2 separate regions of the Salmo salar genome follow, and region 1 is linked to region 2. A link is a contact called in public Hi-C data. All regions are on one chromosome and are shown on one strand. The core of a region is the stretch at or near the end of the contact, and the rest is flanking DNA. Distances in the headings are between cores, read along the strand shown. Region 1 holds the start of ghrl (ghrelin/obestatin prepropeptide). Region 2 holds the start of LOC106565546 (scm-like with four MBT domains protein 1).

Region 1 (4,013 bases), core at 1,239-3,738, 160 kb before region 2:
AAACAAAGAGCTTTCTTCTGAAACTCGTCAGTCTATTATTTTTCTGAGAAATTAAGGCTATTCCATGTGAGAAATTTCCAAGAAACTGAAGATCTCGGTCAATGCTGTATACTACTCCCTTCACAGAACAGTGCAAACTGGCTTTAACCAGAATAGAAAGAAGAGTGGGAGGCCCCGGTGCACAACTGAGCAAGAGGACAAGTACATTATAGTGTCTAGTTTGAGAAACAGATGCCTCACATGTCCTCAACTGGCAGCTTCATTAAATAGTACCCGCAAAACACCAGTCTCAACGTCAACAGTGAAGAAGCAACTCCGGGATGCTGGCCTTCGAGGCAGAGATGCAAAGAAAAAGCCATATCTCAGACTGGCCAATAAAAATAAAATATTAAGATGGGCAAAAGAACACAGACACTGGACAATTGTTCTGAATTCTGTTGCTGTACATTTTAAAAGTACTGAACAGATAGTTATATTGACTACGTCTGTCTTAGCTCGCTCATTAATGTCTTACTCGAAATTACGCATTACCTCTTATCCGTTCCCTTGTATAATAGTATGTACATCTCAATTGTCAGTAGAAACCACATTTGTTTAAGCAAGTCAGCCATATCAGCTGTTTTTAAAAAATATGTAGCAAATGAGGCTGAATTAACTGTTTCGCTGACAGACAAGGCTCAGCTGATAACCAGGTGTAGCAGTGGTAAGGTGTTGGGACTGCTGTTGGGACTCTGCTGTTGGGACAGCTTTATGTAGGCACTAACAGTTTGTGGGCACCGTTTGTCACCGTTATAGTGCAATTAATATCTTGTTTAGTGTTGTGTAGTGGCTTTGCTGGTATGCATTAAATAAAAAGTTGAGTTTGCCCCACCAAGATTTACAGGCTAAAATCACCACTGTCTCTATCCAACTAGAGTAGTAGTGCTTTTTGTAAGTTCAAATGTCATCGCATGGCACCTGCAGTGGCAGTGTCTCCCAGGACATCCTGCAGGATCTTCTGCAGCACGGCACCATACTCCTGAAACTCCTCCTCACTCATGGTGATGCCCATCTCAAAAGGAGCCTTGATCTGAGAACAGGGAGAGCTGATCAGTATCCAAATTAAACCTAGCCCTTAACATCCCTTGGCATGTTATGTAGTTTTGAAAGCAATAGATAGGGATAAGCAATATGTTAATAAAGCCATTTTAGACCCTTTTTTTAATTTCACCTTTATTTAACCAGGTAGGCTAGTTGAGAACAAGTTCTCATTTACAACTGCGACCTGGCCAAGATAAAGCGAAGCAGTGCGACACGAACAACAACACAGAGTTACACATGGAATAAAGAAACGTACTGTCAATAACACAATTGAAAAAAAGAAAGTCTATATACAGTGTGTGCAAATGGCGTGAGGAGGTAAGGCAATAAATAGGCCATAGTAGCAAGTAATTACAATTCAGCAAATTAACACTGGAGTGATAGATGTGCAGATGATGATGTGCAAGTAGAAATACTGGTGTACAAAAGAGCAGAAAAGTAAATAAAAACAATATGGGGATGAGGTAGGTAGAATGGATGGGCTATTTACAGATGGGCTATGGACAGCTGCAGCGATCGGTTAGCTGCTCGGATAGCTGATGTTTAAAGTTAGTGAAGGAAATATAATTCTCCAGGTTCAGCAATTTTTGCAATTCGTTCCAGTCACTGGCAGCAGAGAACTGGAAGGAAAGGCAGCCAAGGGAGGTGTTGGCTTTGGGGATGACCAGTGAGATATACCTGCAGGAGCGCGTGCTACGGGTGGGTGTTGTTATCGTGACCAGTGAGCTGAGATAAGGCGGAGCTTTACCTAGCAAAGACTTATAGATTACCTATTTTTAAGAGGTAAATCCATGTGCATCAGCAACCTTCTTTGTGTCACTTACTGTATTGTGTTTGTCTTCCTGGTGAAGGGGACCCTCAAACAGCTCAGCAAAGCTTTCAATGTCTCGCCGACCAACTCGAGGGGGCTTCCCTTTACCCTGCAGGGCCAGGCCACGACAGTGAGTTACACACTACCTTATTCACACATTTACTATAACATTACTCACACACATTTTACACACAATTCATAAACCTTACTCACAAACACACACGTCTGCTACACCTTACCTGTCTTACCTGTGGTTTCTGGGAGGGGCTGAGGAAGCTGGACCCTCCACTGACTGACTTGGCCCACAGTGCCAGAGTACACAGCATCAGTATCATGAGACCTGTGTTTCTCTTCAGTAGCATGATGGATGGCTGTCTGAGCTTCGTGGAGAGAACTCACCAAATACAAAGTAACAACATTTTAAAGCACTGTATATTGTGATGCTTTTACCCAAAGCATTCCTATGGCACAATGTAAATTACATTTAGCTTGTGTTTAAATTAATCGAGATACCAAACCTAAATATAATCTCCCCTGACATCTTATTTATTGAAAATGAATTGCTATACTCACCAGATATACCTTTGACATTGATATGGTTGGACTATGGCCTCTTTTCACCTTATATACCTATTCTGATATTTACCTCTGAGACATTTGGAATCCAAACACATATTTGCTTCCATGTTTGCACATTAAAGCAAATACAGTCATGGTTGATGGAACTGGCAATAGATGGATTGTTCAAATGTTTGAATAGATAAAAGAACAAGAATAGCACAGTTGCAACCTGATAACAGAAATGTTCTTGCTGATTATCACCTTTAATCATACCATTATGATGACACCACACTGTCATGTGGGCTTTAGACCCTTTTAGAATGTGTACCCATACCTGAGCAACTGTTTGCTGGTCCATCAACAGAAACATTCTGCATTTCCTGAGTCTACAATAGACATATTCACTGTCCTATGTACTGAAATATGCCAAGAACACATTATCTCAACTTTCAGTTATTCCGTTCTTTGTCAGCTGTAATGGGCAGAATGTTGTGCATCATTATAAGCATCGAAATGGTATATTTATGGTTATAAGATATATATATATTTTATTTTTAACTCTGCATTGTTGGAAAAGAACCAGTAAGTAAGCATTTCACTGTTAGTCTACGCCTGTTGTTTACAAAGCATGTGACAAATAACATTTGATTTGATACCTGAGACATAGTAAAAGAACAATCTCTGTCTATACTTGCAGTCTGATATACATATACATATATTACATAACTGCATGTTCAAGAGCCTAAATCCATTATAACCAGAAACGAATTATGCCAACATTGAAAGCATCAATATATTTTTTAAAGAATGCCAGTTGCTTACTCCACACCGCTAGGTGGCAGTCCTGAATCTACTTAGCTAGTTACCCCTAAATTATCACGTGACCCAAACAACACGGCTGCTTCGGAAGTTGTAGATTGGTTACCTTTCGCTAGCTAGCTGACTTTGAGCTAATATATCGAAATCTAACAACCATGGATAAAAAGAAAAAGCAATATGCAGTGACTGCTTCATCGTTGACCTGTTTACAATAATTATTATTGTGACATTTTCTGTCAGCAGTGTGTAAACCAAAGCTAGCTGGTTAGATAACGCCGGTAACTTATCTAGCCAGCACGCTAACACATAGCAAGCTAGGATACTGTAGTATACTCTTTTCTCAGCAGCTGGTTGATCTCAAAGCTGAACTCTACAGGAAACAAGAGCAATTCAAACATGAAAAATGCCAAGATGCTGGGACTAGTGCCAAATCCCCCAAAAGCAAGGTATGTATTGAACTTTGTACAGTACAGAGACACGTAATCAACCTACTTCGCCTCCATAACGTTCATTGGGTTATTGTCACTGTGTAGAAACGTAATGTATGGATCAAACAGAATGAGGGTGTTTCAGCTCAGGAACAGAAAGATGTGGAACAGGTGGCAGAGGAAGAGAACAACCTTGACAAAGCAAAGGGAGTACAAAGTGATGTACTTCACACCGACAACATATTTTATACACCATCACTGCCTTCTATTAGAGCTCATTGCTGTTTGCCATGTCTCTCTTTGTCCACAGCTGC
Region 2 (4,157 bases), core at 160-2,659:
TTGGATGCGGCCACATACTTCCACGAGAAGGTGGAAAACGCTGTCTCAGGCGCCGCTCCAGAATCTCCCATAAGTGTTCAATTGGGTTGAGATCTCATATACACACCCCCTTTTGAGACCCCTCTTTCAAAGTCACTGAGATCTCCTCTTTCAGCCATGGTAGCATGATGGGATTGCTTATTTAACTCAGGAACCACACCTGTGTGGAAGCACCTGCTTTCAGTATAATTTGTATCCCTCATTTACTCAAGTGTTTCCTTTATTTTGGCAGTTACCTGTGTGTGAGCAAGTCTAGTCATTGGAGCAAGCACTAAAACACTGTTTCACCTGCACGTTTTGTAATGCTTGAGAGGTATGTTGTATTTATTTAATTTTTTATTTAACTAGGCAAGTCAGTTAAGAACAAATTATTATTTACAATGACGGCCTACAGGTGGATTTTGGCTGATTGTTTTGTTGTAACCTAGGCCAGATTAGATACTTGTGCATTAGGGCATCTTGTCGTCCCATATTGTCAAAAACATAGCAAAATAGTACATTTTTAGTTTTGTAGAACGCACATGTAATGTAATGTATCTACCAATTTACTCTGCATGATGGCAGCGAATATTGTCTAGTATAAATAATGGAAATTCAATGAAAGTATTTGCGTCGAGTTTCCCACCACCCCACATCTATTCTTTAGTGCGTCTTTGGTGCTGTTGCCATGGAAACGGAGCAGACCTAATTACTGCTTGAGTCTCCACCCTGCGAGAGAAAAAAAAGTCTATAGTCATATGGAATCTAAGTCCTACCTGCCGAGTCTAAACCAACGTAGTCTTTTGGCCTACAGAAATATACCATACAAATGAAAAGTTGCCTTTAGTCTAAAGAGAATTCGATGCAGACAAGTCAAAAGATAGGGTATTGCATTGTTTGCATTAACTAGGTAGCTAGTTAGTGTGCTGTATAATTTATTGCCCGGCACAGTCAGAAGAGGACTGGCCACCCCTCAGAGCCTGGTTCCTCTCTAGGTTTCTTCCTAGGTTCTGGCCTTTCTAGGGAGTTTTTCCTAGCCACCGTGGCTTCTACACCTGCATTGCTTGCTGTTTGGAGTCTTAGGCTGGGTTTCTGTACAGCACATTGACATTGTGACATCGGCTGATGTAGAAAGGGCTTTATAAATACATTTTATTGCATGGCTCACGACGACAGCCTGTGTAGGTCTATTTTCTTTTGCTTATCCTTGACCGCGTGTCGTTGTTTGTTTTTGAATTGATCTAGATATGCTGTTGTAATTGAAACAAAGACAGCACAACGTTTTGGGCAGAGTATGTTCATATTTTTCCTCTAATCGCTGAAATATATGAACAAGTCCATCCGTGCGGGACGCCTTTTCCTCTTGACAGCCCCAGGTTGAGAAAGTGAATGACCGAGCATGCGCAGTTGAGGTTTGTGACATATTGCAAGGAAGCAGAGAACAAGAGGCAGGCGAGGGAGACGTTTTAAATTTACTTGGAAAAACTAGGAAAAGCTGAGATTCACGTAAGTGTATACAATACTTAGTACATTGTAAATATTAGCTAACGGGCAAACGTATTTTCAGCTGCCTTAGTGGCTCACGTGTGTTTTTTTCCTGGTGTCAAGCTGTGTTGTGCTCGATTGAGTACGCAGCGCCATACTAATACTTGACATTTCAGCTGCAAACTTGCTCGTGAACAGTGGAAACGGTGTGCAAGCTTCGCGCACCCGATCATTTTCATTGCACAGATTGATATCCACGATCAACATTGCAAAACCGCCAGAGGCACGCCAGGTTGCGTTATTCTCTTTTCAATGTTGCGAATTCAATTTTGATCACGACCACAACATAGAATTTAAAGTTGAGCTGGGCGCATGACGCCCTTGTCTGCAAGATTGTGTCAACAGATTGTCATATTGCTGATGCTAACACAAACTTTCCCTGAAAAGTCTGACTAGTTTTTTCTGTAGTCAAGATATGTTTTATTTCATGGTTGTTTAGCTTGCGATGAATCATTGCAAGCGTCTAATGTAACATTGTAAAATAATTTACAGTGTAGCCTATTACACGGTTTCACGCTAGTCTGTGGCAAACAGTAATTATACTGTTAATTACAACCATTTTAGCAACCTAACATAAAGTATTAACATATGTGTAGGCAGGCTTTAGCATGTTTGTGCTGGTTTTTTCACGCCATGGTCAACCAACCCCTTTTCTGAGATGGGACGTCGTTAACCCACTGGCGGGAACACCTGTCACTGCAGGCGGGAGAGTATGCTATAGATAGGGCAGTTTATAACCTAGAAATTACACACTCATCGTTTGATATCACTGCTTTGTCACGTTGACGTTATCGGAGGATGGAGTCAGGCAGGGATTTCTCAGGATGAGTTCAGTTAATGACTCCTTAAATGAATAAAGATGTCAACAACTCAAAAGGCTGATCGAAGGCTGTGTGTGGTAGGAATGGGTCTAGGCCAGATGCACCTGCACTAAGCAGGACACTAATCCTTCCTGAGACTGATCACACCTGACAGAAAGGGACAGAGATGGACAGTCTATTGAATTGAAAGAACGGCAGGGCCGGTCTTTGACGTTGAAAAGACGTCTAAAATATTTTCCAGTTTAGGTTCTGAATTATGGGGGAAAATAAGTATTTTCCAGGACGTTGAAAAATACATATATTCCGGATGTTGAAGTCAGGTTCATTTCTGGTTATGAATAAAAGTATAAAATACGTGTTTCCCGTATGCTGAAAATACCTATTTTCCACACTTTTAAAATAGGTATTTTTCGCACGTTGAAATCCGGACCGGACCAAAAATCTATGTCCGTGGATGTTGAAATCAAGGCTGGTCTGGACCGCACCAAATCTGAAGCAAACATAGACGTCTATCCAAAAACCATTGTCCTTGGAAATCAAGGCCGGTCCAGACTGCAACAAAAAAACGTCCAAACGGCGACGGCATAAGTGGTAAGCCTACAGTTTGTAAAACACCAAAAAAAGAACATCCGAACAGGACCAAAAAACGTCGGTTCCTGTTTACTTGGGTGTAGTCTATCATGTCTTACCCACAATGGAATTTTATGAATGCCCATCCATGTGGTAGGCGCACCATTTGTAAAACAGGCCATTGCATTGGCTTTATTAGTCCTTATTCCTGTGATAAATCAATTTGGCTATTTTAAGCTCTGAATACCAGCTACCCAACTTTTTAGGAGTTATGGTAAGCCTATTTGCAATGTGTTTACACAGCAGGAAATGCAGAACTATTTTATTTTTCGCATGATCAGCTTGTCAAAAATGTACAGATACAAACTTGAAACCACTGATCATGACAATGGGGTGAAACTCCTGGACAACAGTTGTGAATGGCCATTCCATATTGTCCATTTTACTTTGACCTGGCCTGTTTTTTTGTTAACATATCTTTTATTTGATTGGGCAGCATTTAGGTTAGGCTATTTGATTGGAGAAACCTGCATGATGTAAAAAGTCAGTCTCAATACAGTCTATCTCCAGCCTGTAGGCTACAGAAAAGGCCATAAACTCTTTCTACCATATCCTGTATCTGCTACATGATTTATGTTAGACTGCATCCAATTTGCTGAATAATCTATCACAGTGCCATGCCATCCGTTTTGTCACCAAAGCCCCATATACTACCCACCACTGCGACCTATATGCTCTCGTTGGCTGGCCCTCGCTTCATATTCTTCGCCAAACCCACTGCCTTATCTCAGTTCACTGGTCACCATAGCAGCACCCACCCGTAGCATGCGCTCCAGCAGGTATATTTCACAGGTCACCCCCAAAGCCAACTCCTCTTTGGCCGCCTTTCCTTCCTGTTCTCTGCTGCCAATGACTGGAACAAATTGCAAAAATCACTGAAGCTGGAGACTCGTATCTCCCTCTCTAACTGTAAGCACCAGATGTCAGAGCAGCTCACAGATCACTGCACCTGTACATAGCCCATCTGTAAATAGCCCATAAAACTAACTCATCCCCATACTGTTTTTTTTTTCTTCTCCTTTGCACCCCAGTATCTCTACTTGCACATTCATCTTCTGCACATCTATCACTCCAGTGTTTTAATTGCTATATTGTAATTATTTTGCCACTATGGCCTATTTATTGCCTTACCTCCCTTATCTT

What was found. A called contact is a pair of places that touch in the nucleus more often than the background predicts.
Region 1: a Hi-C map of muscle shows a contact between it and region 2, with 2.7 times the contacts expected there. The contact joins the promoter of ghrl here to the promoter of LOC106565546 in region 2. A contact is called at or near these places in 2 of 3 Hi-C or Micro-C datasets (gill and muscle).

What each region holds. Positions count from the first base shown.
Region 1 is chrssa12:66,104,206-66,108,218 of Ssal_v3.1, reverse strand. ghrl (ghrelin/obestatin prepropeptide) reads right to left here and starts at 2,488. Exons shown (of 5, transcript NM_001139585.1): 1 at 2,465-2,488; 2 at 2,140-2,285; 3 at 1,905-2,000; 4 at 958-1,069. The coding sequence starts at 2,253. It overlaps ccdc174 (coiled-coil domain containing 174), which reads left to right and starts at 3,337. Exons shown (of 10, transcript XM_045691652.1): 1 at 3,337-3,717; 2 at 3,805-4,013.
Region 2 is chrssa12:65,941,140-65,945,296 of Ssal_v3.1, reverse strand. It overlaps LOC106565546 (scm-like with four MBT domains protein 1), which reads left to right and starts at 1,409. Exons shown (of 20, transcript XM_045691649.1): 1 at 1,409-1,524.